Regions from separate parts of the Sus scrofa genome. Here all the other regions are linked to region 3. The links are chromatin contacts, called in public Hi-C and promoter capture Hi-C maps. All regions are on one chromosome and are shown on one strand. The core of a region is the stretch at or near the end of the contact, and the rest is flanking DNA. Distances in the headings are between cores, read along the strand shown.

Region 1 (4,475 bases), core at 368-2,867, 87 kb after region 3:
TCACACACAGCTGCCTTGGGGCCAACAGCTAAAGCACAGGTAGCTTCTCCAGTGCCCAAAAGCCAGCTGCTACATCCAGCACCCACCACACACACACAAGCACACATACACACACTGAGTGGTTTACATAGTAGTATGCCTCAGATGAGACAGCCTCCCTGTGAACAGCTTCCCTTGCACGCTAGAGTACAGATTTCTGGAAAGTTTTGCTGACACAGCTCTATAGCAATGTCTCTGCTATTCATTCATTCATTCCTTGGCTACATCTTGTCCAACAAGGGCTGGATCCCAGTCTGGAGTTGTAGGGGACTCTTCCTTGGGCACCCTCCATCAGCCTCAGAAGTTGAGGTTGCTCCTTATATTTGCTTATTCTTATATACCTTACAATTCTTTTTACTTCTTACTAGTTACTCCCTTGTTGCTCCAATCCCCTGTTCTAGTTAGTACTTCTTTATATTAAACTTTCCGTGTTCAAATTGCTGTGTGATTTCTCACTCCTGATGGACCCTGACCTATATATGACCAAAAAGTATTAAAATAATCTGTATTGTTTGCAAATGGGGGGAAGTAAATATTCTAAGCCATCTCTTTATGGAATGGATTAGAATTAGTATGACATGCCTTATCCAGGCCTGGCTATTAAATGAACAGAATTTTGAGAATTTGATACTGGATTTAAAGGTGACATAAGACTATGATGCTATCTATATACCATTTGTAATTATACATGTGGTTTTCAGAACCCAATTTTAAAGTACTTACTTAATTTTACTTGAGTTTTTTTTTAATGTAAACTACACTAAAGCAAATTGTAAAAGTCTGGACTTCAAAGGTAACTTGCTAGTCTTGAAAAGATGTTGCAAAATAAAAACACTATAAGGTGAATTTGTAGGTTATTAATACTAGGGGAATAAAGATAACATTCTTTTTTGAGAACTCATAGCAATAGAGGTAGTTATTGCTATTATCCCTATTTTACAAATAGAAAAATAGAGGTTCAGTAAGGTTAAGGAACTGACCTAACATGGTATTTGCAGTATGTTTCAGAGCCAGAATTTGAACTTAGGTCTTCCTGTGAGCCCTGGCTGTAAACCATTGCTCTCTGCTTCCAGAACGTTACCACAAAAGTAAATAGCAAGCTACCTGGGTAAACAAACACAGAACACTTATGTGATTTTGATCAAAGATCCAGAAAAAAGAAACTCTAATGTATCTCTAGAATGTACAGCACACCCTGAGATATTTCTGAGACAATGTATTATTCTTATCTAACAAGATATGGACAAACTGGGTGAACACTGGTGATCAAATCCCCAGAACCAAAGTGAGAACAGTGTATCAAAAAAAAGCTCAGAAGCCTTAATTCAGAGCTGAATTGAAGGCAGATGAAATATTAACAGCAGTTCTAGCAGCACAAAATGAAATATGAGATCCTGTATCAGAAATTATTAGTAACCTGTTAAAAGAAATGCTGAAAAATGGCAGTTACCAAATTAAAACTGGGAAACAGAGCCCAAATGGGAAATTTCAAAAAGTTTGGAGGAAAATAAATGACAGATTGTCCTCTTGGCTCTTATTACTATGCCATCCTAAATCCTACTTGGCAATACATGGTGGAGGTGAAATAACTGCATCACTGCCAGTGCTGGTCCTCAGATTTGTAGTCCTAAGTGTCTGTGAGGGTGTCTGGGATTGATTGGAAAAGTAGTTGGAATTTAGTAGCTTTATCTAAATTGAAGAATCTGGAGACTCTTATTATGAAAGGCTTCCTCTCATTTGTGAATTGGCCCCTTTGCTCCACTTTTGGATGCCTGGCTTCCTCCATGCCGAGCTGCACTAAATGTTTCTACATGGGAAAGCTATTCTCCTTAAGTGCTTTCAAATTTAAAGCATCTATCTGGATATGTTCATGTTTATGACTCAAAATATCTAGCATCACAAAAAGAGGGAAAGGTTAGAAATACCAAATACTGGGTAGTAAATGAAGGCGATATTTTTCCATCGGTAACTGAGTGCAAAGAAATGACTATAAGCAGAGTTGTTGAGCAGTTGGTGCCAGAGAGAAAAAGGAAATGAGCTATAGAACCATAGAATCTTAGTGTTGGCAGAGACTATGGAGTTCATGCAGTCCAACCCTATCATTTTTCAATGAAGAGACTGAGACATGGGGAGTTAAGGGACTTGACTTGCCCTAGACACATAGTTGTTTACTGACAGTCAGGCCAAAAACATTTCCCAACTCCCAGTCTGGAACTCTGTAGTTCAGCATGCTGCTGCCATTCTCTACTGAAAATTAACACTAACCCAGCCTGGAACAAAGAAGAATTCAGCATCTGTGGGGAGCAAGAAAAGTGATAAATTTTGAGATAGAAATCAGGCTGGGGAAAGGATAGGGGGAAGGCATGATTCTTTTTCCTTGTGACTCATTGGCCAAATTTGTGCAAGGCGTTTTGTGCCAGTTTACTCCCCCATGTCTTCCCACAAAAAATAATAGGATCCTTTAGTTGTAATTCCCCAGGGTTCGTATTTATGCATTCAGATTTGATTTGCTTAGAGAATTTTCCCATGTACAGGTTATCTTGATTGGTTTGTGGGTGGCATTGCTATTGATTCCCATTATTTATGTGAGCCTGACTTTTTTCTCTGCACTGATATGTGCTCCAAAGTCCTTGTAGGGAGAATCTTCTCCAAGGGAAACCCTAACTGAGGATCAGATGTAAATTTAAGATGCGAAAATTATCTTCTGTTAACCTTTTTATTCCATTAGCCTCATAGAGAAGTTGAGCCATATGGAGGCCTTATAATCAGGTGTTAGGCAAAATATTTTTCTTTATTTGGAAGCATAGGATAATTTGAAGATAACCAGTAGCAAAGAAGATACAATAAAAAATGTCCCAATAGGACTCCCTGTGAAATAGCAACATGGGTCTTTTAGACAAGTCGAATATTTTTTAGAGTAGAGCAACCGGAAATGAGAGAATCAGACAGTATGATGAAAACTACAGATGGGATGCTTTGCATGAAAAGTGATTATGTACAAGAAAGGGCTCAGAGCAGGTAGGCGTGGAGTTGGAAAGGAGTGGGTAACTGAAATAAAAGAAGATAATGCTTGACCAGGTCTAGTAAAATATTCCCTGCCATAACCACTGTTCCATGAACAGATTGAGCCAAGAGGCCTGAATAAACTAACCTTAAGTTCAGCTTTGCCGTTATTGTGGGAGGCATCAGGGGGAGCACATCCGGATTTGTGTTACACAGTAATCACTGCTGGGTGTCAGCATTCATCAGCCAGATGGTCAGACCCACAATTAATCAATTAGGCTGGGATGATCAACTGGACTAAGTTTTCCCCTTTGGTAAAAAACCCTCATCATGTGGTCAAGGCCGATAGCACTTTTATCCTGTTGCTTCTGGAGAGGCTTCTAAAAATTCCTCTTTTCTTTTTTAGGCCTCTAGTTACTGAATGCTATTAAGCTCCAAGTTGCTTTGACAATGTAGATACCCTAAATCAAGATTTTAACATAATAGATTTTTAACATCCTCTATGTTCAAGTATAATGTTTAACATATCCAGACAGAAATAAACTTTTTAAAGCAATATTCTCTGAGGAATGTTATTCAACTGATTTTACTAGCATCTTCATATTGGTTCCACTCTGTATGAATGGAACCATATGCCAGTGGAAGGACACTGGCAATGATTCTTTTGCTAGACACTTGGGAAGATGATATGATAATCAAATAAAAATAAAAGCACTTTATTGCAGTTCCTGTTGTGGCTCAGTGGAAAGGAACCTGCTAATATTCATGAGGATGCGGGTTCGATCCCTGGCCTCACTCAGTGAGTTAAGGATCTGGTGTTGCTTTGAGCTATGGTGTAGGTCATAGATGCAGCTTGGATCTGACATTGCTGTGGCTGTGGCGTAGGCCAGCAGCTGCAGCTCCAGTTTAGCCCCTAGCCTAAGGCCCTTAAATTTTTTTTAAATAAATAAAAAATAAAGTAAAGTAAAAGCACTTTATTGAGTGCTCACCCTGTGACAGATACTGCTGTGGTAAGGATTGGCAGACTTTGATTCAATCCTTCTGGTAATTCAAGGTGATAATATTCCATTTCACAGAGAAGGAAACTGATGCTAAAAAGTTCATTTACTCAAGAATAATCATTTATCAAAGATGTGTTGAGACAATTTAATAAGCTGTGGAATGGACACTAAAATTTATATTCTTTACACATCTTACACATCTGTGTATCTTTAAGGAGTAACAATTGGGAATACATGGTGGGTCCTTATTACCTCTCTTCAAAGCACTATAAAGAAATCTTCTACTAGTATTTCCCCGCTTTGGTGATGATATTCTCTTTTTCCTGCAGTTTTTGCTGCACACCACCTTACTCTCGAGATTGCTCTCTTCCTTGTTTGGGGACCATCACCACTATTTGCTGATAATTCTGTCCCCACCTCCGTTTCCTTATC
Region 2 (4,690 bases), core at 489-2,988, 76 kb before region 3:
AGGTTACCTTGACTCCAAATATCTCATTATTGCCCCCCAAGTATTCAATAAGTGGCCAAGTCTTATTTTTTTTTTTTTTTTTTGGTCTTTTTGCTATTTCTTTGGGCCGCTCCCACAGCATATGGAGGTTCCCAGGCTAGGGGTCAAATCGGAGCTGTAGCCCCCGGCCTACGCCAGAGCCACAGCAATGCAGGATCCGAGCCGCGTCTGCGACCTACACCACAGCTCATGGCAACGTAGGATCGTTAACCCACTGAGCAAGGGCAGGGACGGAACCCGCAACCTCATGGTTCCTAGTCGGATTCGTTAACCACTGAGCCACGACGGGAACTCCCAAGTCTTCTTAATTTTTCTTTTTTGGTACCTCTGTCCTAGTCTGGTTTTCATCTTCTCTTGCTTATAACCTCTAATTGGGAGAAAAAGGAGGAAAGAAGACCAGTTCATTCTCAACTCTGTTGCCCCATCAGTTTTCATGAAGCAGGAGCCCTCAGATCACATCACTTTTATTCCAACAAAACTTGAATATTCTATACTAATTACCAAGCAATTCCTAACCTATATTCATGACAACCTGATAGCACCCACCTATCCTTTTTTTGAGACATAAATAACTTTCTATTTTTTTAAACAATATTTCTGGACATGTCCTTTTTTTAACTAGGAAGCAAATTCTTAGGGATGGGGTCCATATTTATTTATTTATTTATTTATTTATTTTTGCTATTTCTTGGGCTGCTCCCACGGCATATGGAGATTCCCAGGCTAGGGGGTCTAATCGGAGCCGTAGCCACCAGCCTACACCAGAGCCACAGCAACACAGGATCCGAGCCGCGTCTGCAACCTACACCACAGCTCACGGCAACGCCGGATCGTCAACCCACTGAGCAAGGGCAGGGACCGAACCCGAAACCTCATGGTTCCTAGTCGGATTCCTTAATCACTGCACCACGACGGGAACTCCGAGATGGGGTCCATATTTAAATAACAATTCTCAACCTATAGAATTTACTACAATAGAATCATTAATTCATTATTCAGCCATCCTTAATACTGGGAATATAGAGATGATCCATTAGGGTCTCATGGAATTTATAGTCTCCTAAGGGAATCAGAAATTAAATAAGTAAAGAAATAATTACAAAATTAGAAAATATAGTCCATGAAAAGAGCTAATAGCTATGTAAGACAACAATGGGTGGGGAAGATCTATTATATTGTCCCTTGGGTGCTCAAGAAAGAATTCTCAGAGAAAGTGTCAACTTAAAGCTGAGAGTTGAAGGACAGAAGAATCTGCTAGATGAAGAATTTGGGTTGGGGATGGAAGCATGAGAAGGAGAGACAGCTCCAGAGAGAAACAGCATAGGCAAAGCATTGAGGCAAGGACAAACTTTGTGTAGTCAGGAAATAAAGGGATTCTAGAGTGGCTAGAGAGAAGGGAGCAAAGGAGGAAAGTGACTGGAGGTGAGGTCAGAGAAGTAGCCAGAGTAGGGAATTTGAATTTTATTCTGAATACCCTGGAAAAGCACATAGTAGATATACCTCAAAAAAAAAAAAGTAAATAAATAAAGGATAGCTTAAGCTAGAACAAGATGAAACTAATTCAAAGGTAAATAGTATGCATAAGCTCACAGCATCTATATGTTTATTTTGAATCCTCATTGAAGTTTTACTTCTGAGTTTGAAGAGGGCTTGGACTTTTGAAACAGAGGTCTAATAGTTCACAACATGTTTCCTATCTGCATAACCAAAGTAGGTCTCTGACAAGACTCTAAAATAAGGTCAAGTTAATTTTATTTCCTTTCTAGTTAATAATTATTAAATTTCTGTTGTTGGTTAATGAATATCTTATTTTTGTTTAAGTTCTTGTTGTGTAATGTAGAAGTGAGTACCTAAAATGTATTTACTCTCCTAATGTATTTTTAACTATTAAACCTTAATGTTACTTTTAATTTTGGTGTATTTTATCATGTGCTATGGACAGGGGCTTGGAGGCATAGAAAGCCTTGAAAATGAATCATCATTATCCTCATTATTACTACCAGTAATGTGACTGAATTTCTGGATTAAATACAATCCAGACTGTTTTAAAGTAGGATGCATTAATACCCTGGAATGCCACTAAGTCAGAATAGAGATAATGGTTTGTTTGCTAAGTGATAGAAATTATCCCCTTTTGCAATTAAAGAAGAAATAGAGTAGAGGGAATGTGAAAATCAAGCCCTAAAGAAGTAGGTTAAGCTCTAAAGATATGAGGACTTCTTCACTATAACTCAGGAAAAAGACACTGGAATCTTAAAATATTATTTCTGCATAGAACCTTAGAAATTATTTATTCTAGCCTTCTCATTTTGGAGAGGAAAAAAATTTAGGTCTATAATTCCTGTTCAAGTCATAGAGTTAAATAGTTAATGGCAGGGAACCGTAACTCCAATTCTTCAGAACTAGATTACCACAGCCAAACCAGCTAATCTGTGATCAAAGTCCCTATTGTAACTCTTTCAAGCTCTTGGGTGGATAAAGGAATATTTAGTATAAGAGACGCATCTACAGACAAATTTTAATTAATAAAAATCTGAACAATAAATATTACTCACAATCTGTTTACTTAATGTACCAGATGCTTTATAAAAGTTGTCCTTGCTACCACACTCAGAAACCACTCAGCAAAGCCGGAATAATTTCCATTTTATAATGAGAATACTGAGTTCCAGAAAAATTGAGTAACTCCAAGATCACCAACCCAGTAAGTGAGTTCATATTGATGTCAGACCTGATTCAAACCCTGTACTAGCTCCTGCTTAGTGTTCCTATCTGTTGCATTTTGTTATCACATTAGCTCATGTGGTCACAGTGCCCATTAGTTCTTGAATAGTCCGAATGTCTAAAAAACTTTAGAAAAGAAGGCTACAGTTAACAGGCACCCTCTCTGCATAAAGCTTTTTAAATTTAAGTCTCACAACAGTGCCTCAAAATAGATGTTATAACCTTTAGTTTATACTTAGGAAACTGAGGATGAGTGAAATTAAATAGCCCCCACACATCTTAGTAAATGCCTGAACCAGAATTCAAGCACAGATCTGTCTGACCCCAAATATTTTTTCCCCTATTCCACCCACCTCTTCTGGAGCTAGTTCTTCTGTGGTCTGCACACTTCAACTCCTTATATGGCAAAAGAGAATTTAATACATGTTCTCATAGATTTCCCAGGGAAAAAAGAGAAGAATGCTTTTATAATTAAGTTATGTCATTTTGCCTGGAAATAAATACATTGCCTCCCTATATGTTTTCTTCTTTGAGAAATGAGGAGCTGAGCAGACTGGTGAAGTCCATGACATAGTTTTTCATCTCTATGTCATCTTGACTCATTGGGTGTCCGTGTTGAAGATCCCGAACATATTGCAGACAATGGTACTATATACCTTGCTCATAATTGAAAACAACTTGGAAAAGTGGAAGAAATAAAATAGTGCATTTATTAGACCAATAAGAAGGAATAAAGTTTACGTCTTCTTTCTCAAATATAACTTATTTGAAGCCTTTTAAGCCTGAACAGGAATAGGTCATGTAAAGTACTTACCATTACTTCTACTAAAAAAAAATGCAAAACTGAAAATCCAAACACATTTATCAATTGTTAATATTGTTTTCTAATGACCACTGAGGGCTACATTAGAAGTTAATTCCCTGGTGAAAGCAGGAACAAGAGGGGATGGAGAGAGGGAGAGAGAAAGCAAAGGAGAGAAAGAATACAGAAGAGGAAAAGGGAAAGGTCTGAATCACTTGTTGATCTCAGGTCCCACTGCAGACATGCTCCTCCTGAATTTCCTTCTATGTGTCAACTTTCACAATACCAAATGTATACCTCCATTTCTGAGGAGGTCATTTTTATTGCTGATCCACTTGAACAATTATTCTGAAACCAACGGTCACTGTGGAATAGCACCAGTATGTGTAACAAGTTTATAGCAATTAGAAGCAATGCCTACCTGTTATAGCTTTGTAGTTCTTTTTGCCCCTCTCTTTCTTGAGTGTGACTTCCAAGTCTTTCTGTGTGAAAGCCCTTAGCAGTTCATTCAAGTCTTCTAAAATAACCCAGTGAAAAACATCCCTCCTGCTTCACAGAAAGAACTTTTTTTTTTCCCTCAGCCTTGCTCCTTCCAATATGTGGCTAGTAGCCCTAAATCAGAAAGTGCATTAGTATATCTTTTGAATTGCTGGGTCTCCTCAGGAGAAAAAAATGTTTTCCACAATATTATAATATTTTGTTAAAAATCTAATTCTGGTTCAGTGTTTTGTTCTCAAAGGAATTTTGAATGAAGAAAAAGCTTTTATCAGAGGGAGGAAGCTTATCTAATCTCTTCAAGACTGATGAGAAGCAATCAGGAGACTTGTGACTCTTTGAAACAGTAAATTTCCAGGGAATTAGGCACACGTTTCTCCAGAACAATAAAGAATGTTCCACTTCAGGTTGCAGCACACTGGCTCCAAATGCACCGCTTCATGTATCCCAAATGGCAATTTGAAAGCACCATTCTTTGAATCAACTGGAAAAGGAAGGAGGCCATGCTGAACTAACATTCTTTCAGGAGGTCATGAGAAATGGAATACAGAATAAAGTCAGTCTTCTGGTTAGTATCAGATTCTCAGGGTTATAAACGTCTTATGATAAAATGTCTTCAAAGATTTAGGA
Region 3 (4,633 bases), core at 268-2,767:
TTTGCCCAGTGGCATCCAGGGAAACTCAAACATAGTAGCTATACAATTAATATATGCCAAATGAATATTGTCTGAATTTTGAGTTTCTTCCTTGATGTAGCCACTTTTCCTTTTCCACAGATCACTCTGAATTTTTCCCCTTATGCCTAGTGCTTGTCTATACTTCCTTTTGAACATTTTGAAACCTCTCCCCTCTTTGATTCCCTTCCTCTTTCCATTCCACAGTCACCATGCTACCCCCTCCCTCCCTGTGTTCAAATCAATTGCCAGGACGCTAGTGGGTCCTGCTTCCTCTGTTAAAGTTCATTCTGTGCATCAATTCTAGAGTGAAACTTGCTTATCTATAGAACAGAAATGATAGAACCTGCTCTTTTTACTTTTTGGAGTTGTTGTAGAAGCAAAAGATAATTTATGGAAAGTATTTTATAAACTGAACTATGAAATGCTTTATGAGTACGGGCTATAGTCTAGAGTGTCTAAATATTTTACAATAAGCATGTGTTCATTTATTAAATATGTAATGTAAAATATCAAAAGTAAGGTCTGATGAGAAGTATCATATTTCTTGAATCTAAATAAGACATACATATGTATCTGAAGATGGTTCCTTCTACATTCATGTACCTTCCTCTTTTTTCCATCTAGTCTCAGCCCTTTCATCAGTAACTCATTATTTGGTCTCATTCTTTCCATCTTCAGGGCAAATGGGAGTCTTCCTTAAAAGATCATCAGTGAGAAGATTTTCCTTTTTCATGATTATTAAAAAAATTATCAAGCAAGACTGATCTTTAACAGACTGGCAGAAAGAATCTTAACAGTTCCTAACTATTCCTTAAACAGCATTAAAAATAAATAACCTTATCCTACACCACAGATATCAAGATTGTGCAGATTATCTGGCCATGTGGATTTTCTTGAAATTTTTGAGTCAAAAACCTAATCAAAGTCAATATTTATAGTATTGCTGTTCAGACATTGGTCTACTTCCTAGATTCAATTTTTCATAAACGGGTATTTCTATTTATCAGGGAGTAAATTGACGGACAGGTTGATGATGGCTTGGAACTTGAAATCGCAGTCTCTAACAACCCAGTACTGCAGGAAGACATCTTTGTTTTCTTATTATTCAATGGGACCAGAACAAGTAGATCAGTCTCCATTCCATTGTTTCTAGTGGAAGAGTGAGACCAGAATGTTCCTCATGAGGTTCAGAACAGACTGGCAGTGTGGGCCAGCCAGCCTTGTTCTGGATAGCTTAGCTATGTTGATTTTTTTTCTAAAGTGTCCATATTCTTGAAATGCATTCTCTATTATCCCTGAATTCCTGTGGATATTACAGTGGGTTCATATTCCCATGAATTTTCTTTTCTATGAGGTCTTTGCTCTAAATTTGGAGATTTTGATAATAAGCAGTAGGGGTCTTCCAGGCTCCTTTCTTGCTTCCCCTATCTTTGGCCCCCATTCCTACAAACCAAAATACTCCTGCAACACTGTGTCACACTTTTCCAAAGGAACTTGTTGTATGTACCCAAGGCAGAAAAATCTTTACTTCTTCCCAGTGGCCTTTTTGGCTCCTCCTGCTTGTTTAGAGTTTTGAGTTAAATTTTTCAAGTTAATGTTTAACTCATGAGATAACTGTTTACAAAATTGTTGGTTGATAATCAGGGATTTTCCCCTGGATTAATATGGTTAAAGTTTAACATAGTAGAACAACACATAAAAAATAAATATATGTGTATATTATTAAATAAAAGGATTACCTCTGGGAATTTTGCTGATATGTTCTCATGACTCTAAATAGAATATTTGCTCTAGTTTAGATAAAAGAAGACCTTGGTTATGGGCCTGGCAGGCTGACTTTGTGGAAGAATTTAAGCAGGAAAGGGGGTCAGAATTTACTCCTAGATGGCAGGTGACATGCAAATAATGGAAACATTCCTATTTTTCTTAGGAAAATGTCCTTTATTCATATTCCTTGTGATATCACATTCAAAAGAAGTTGTTTGGACTCTCTTTAATTTTTTACTTTGATCAGCTCTGTGCTATCTCATATTTTATCATATCATTAACTTTTGTATGTTACATCATTACCAAAACTTGGAGTTAGACATGGGGTGAGAAATTGCTCTGTTCAGGTACTGCCCTCCAGCTATATTTGTAAGTCAGGAACAACTACTTCTCCTGAGACAAACTCAAGCTCCCTCTAATGATCGCTAGAGTGTATCTTAAAAAGAAATCTTCATGCTTTTGCTAGGATTCAGGGGTACAACTTAGCAATGAAACCATATTCATATTACTGTGGTTTACTTGAAAATAGTTTTCAACTTTAATTCTTGCAGTGTAGAACTCAGGAACAATTTTTAGAAGAAACAAGGTTGAGCAATTACCCAGTTTTTGAATCTAGGAGAACTATGAATGAATAGTTCACTCAGAATGAACTGTGAATTCATTCTCCTAGAATGAATCTAGGAGAACTATGAGGTGTTACATACATGTGGATTTCAAGTTTAACATGTAAGTCTCTGAAATTCTGGACCATTGAAGACACTCTTCATTTTGCCCATATGTATAAATCTGTCCATTTGCCAAGCTTCTAGGTAAAGGATCATTTATGGATATTCAAAAGCAAGTTGCTAATAATTTTTACAACAAGAATAAACAAGCTTCAAGCCAAACCAAGAGCTAGATTTTCTGCTCTATTCTGCATTTTAAAGTCATAAAACTAGACATTCAAAACCTAGATATCTCACCAACACCTTCTAAGAGCTGATTGTTTTGCCAAACATGCTGTGTTTATCTCAGATCAGAAGTAACTGAGAATGACTTAATAGCAATGGATTTCAAATTTGATGACACAAATAGGTTTTAAGTGCCTAATAGGCTAGTAGGAAAAATTGGAAAAAGAGGTGTCCCAGAAGATAGCTACAGTGTTTTAAGTAAGAGGAAATGGCTAACCGTGTTAAATTGCTGCTGAGAAGTTAAGATGAGAATGAAAATGTGACCCTTGGATTTGGCAGCAGCAGATATGGTAGAATATAATGAATAAAAGTCTCATTAAAATAGGTTGAGGAAAGAATAGTAGGTAATGATATGGTAATAGCTAACATATACAATCCTTTCAATAAATTCTGCTATGAAGAGAGGAAGACAAATGGGAAGCAACTGGAGAAAGACTTGGAATCAAGAGAGCATCATCAACATTTGCAAAGTATGGTAGTTTTTTGTCTTATTTTGTTTTGCATTTGCTCATTTAATCTGTTTCCCCAGTTGAAAAACAACATGAGCAAGAATCAAAGCCTCAGATCTGTAGTAAAAAGAAATATGGAAAAGGCAAAGCCAGTTTGGTAAGATATAAAGTGTTGGTTAATATTCAGCAGATAGGGATTCTAGTTCAAGATCTATCAGCTGTTGGTAAAATGGCCCTAAATAACATTTCTGTGATTATCAAGCCTAGTTATTTATTGACAACATCTTAACTCCATTTATGATATTCTAATTCTATGAAAGAAAAAATATCAGACATATTTCAGAAATCTCCCTCTAGTAGAAATAAAATTTATATCACTTATAACCATTTACAAAGAACTCTATTATTTCAAAAGCCCATGCATCTAGTTAATTAACTCTCACAAGACTGCTATGAGATAAGTGGTCACCTCAGTTTACTTAACAGATAAGAAAACCAAGGCTCTGAATGATTAAAAACTGGCAAAGTAATATAGTATGCAGACAGCAGAGGCAGGGCTTAAACCCACATTTTAAGACTATAATTCAGAGGCTCTTTCCACCACTCAGTGTTCTCCCTCTACTTGCCCTGTAGCCTTTTGCTTTGTTTCTTCCCCTCACTCTTTAGTGAATGCCTTTTTTTATTCATTTCTTGTCCAGGTTCCCATTATTTTTCTTTCTTTCCATTCCACTTTTCCCAGAAATTTCCAGGTTACATCCACCTCCCTAAATATCTGTGTTTCTTCTTAGAACCAAGTGCACGGGGTTTGGGGGAGAGTCTGTATTAAGTGCATAGGAAGAACAACCTCACACCAAAACATTTTACTAGTATAGTGAAATTGTGTTTCAAACAGCCCATGGAAAATCAAGCTCTGACCACAATGCCAGTATCAGCAGTAGAAACTTCTGTATGCTATCTCACCATTTGGGCTTGTAAGCTTTTAAAATCAGAGAATGGAAAGGGAAGAGCAAGAAGGTAGGAGGAGAAAATGGGAAAAGGGAAGGAGGAGAAGCGATGGCACAGAGGGGTACAAGTGTTGCTTAGTGTAGGCCCTGCAGACCAAAAATTATTGTGTTTCTAACACTATTGATTTTTTCAGCAGCTGATATTTCAATCTGGGTGCAGTGTGTCTGTGAGTCTACGCACACTGTCAAGAAGAAATATGATAGTGTCTTAAAAGATTAATAATATCGCTGGTCCTCTGGAGGCCTGTCTTAATTCACTGGCCTGTTCCCTGGCATGTACTGTAATTTATCTAGTCTGATTTGAATAGCAAATGGCAATCGGCTGCCATTAGGGAAATGGGCATCATTCTTATTGATCCAGCATGGGCTGGATTTTATTTAAGGAGAACTGCAAAATGTTATTACCTTCAGGAAGAGAAACTGAAAAGGGAGCTTTTCCCTG

The links. Promoter capture Hi-C pulls out the DNA fragments that hold promoters and counts their contacts. Hi-C and Micro-C count contacts between places; a contact is called where the count stands out from the background.
Region 1: a Hi-C map of liver shows a contact between it and region 3, with 2.6 times the contacts expected there. The contact joins two enhancer-like sites. A contact is called at or near these places in 3 of 47 Hi-C or Micro-C datasets (liver and skeletal muscle).
Region 2: a promoter capture Hi-C map of liver shows a contact between it and region 3, with 3 times the contacts expected there. The contact joins two enhancer-like sites. A contact is called at or near these places in 1 of 5 promoter capture datasets (liver) and 1 of 47 Hi-C or Micro-C datasets (liver).

What each region holds. Positions count from the first base shown.
Region 1 is chr13:145,359,469-145,363,943 of Sscrofa11.1, forward strand. All of the region lies in intron 4 of ZBTB20 (zinc finger and BTB domain-containing protein 20), which reads left to right. Among named protein-coding and RNA genes, the nearest start is that of DRD3, 410 kb to the right of the region's middle. Within about 2 kb of position 1,618, at least 17 of the 83 cell types and tissues checked have an H3K27ac peak or open chromatin away from gene starts, as enhancers often do. A contact at or near this core is called in liver, where this site is marked.
Region 2 is chr13:145,196,078-145,200,767 of Sscrofa11.1, forward strand. All of the region lies in intron 3 of ZBTB20 (zinc finger and BTB domain-containing protein 20), which reads left to right. Among named protein-coding and RNA genes, the nearest start is that of ZBTB20, 340 kb to the left of the region's middle. Within about 2 kb of position 1,739, at least 1 of the 83 cell types and tissues checked has an H3K27ac peak or open chromatin away from gene starts, as enhancers often do. A contact at or near this core is called in liver, where this site is marked.
Region 3 is chr13:145,272,499-145,277,131 of Sscrofa11.1, forward strand. All of the region lies in intron 3 of ZBTB20 (zinc finger and BTB domain-containing protein 20), which reads left to right. Among named protein-coding and RNA genes, the nearest start is that of ZBTB20, 420 kb to the left of the region's middle. Within about 2 kb of position 1,518, at least 5 of the 83 cell types and tissues checked have an H3K27ac peak or open chromatin away from gene starts, as enhancers often do. A contact at or near this core is called in liver, where this site is marked.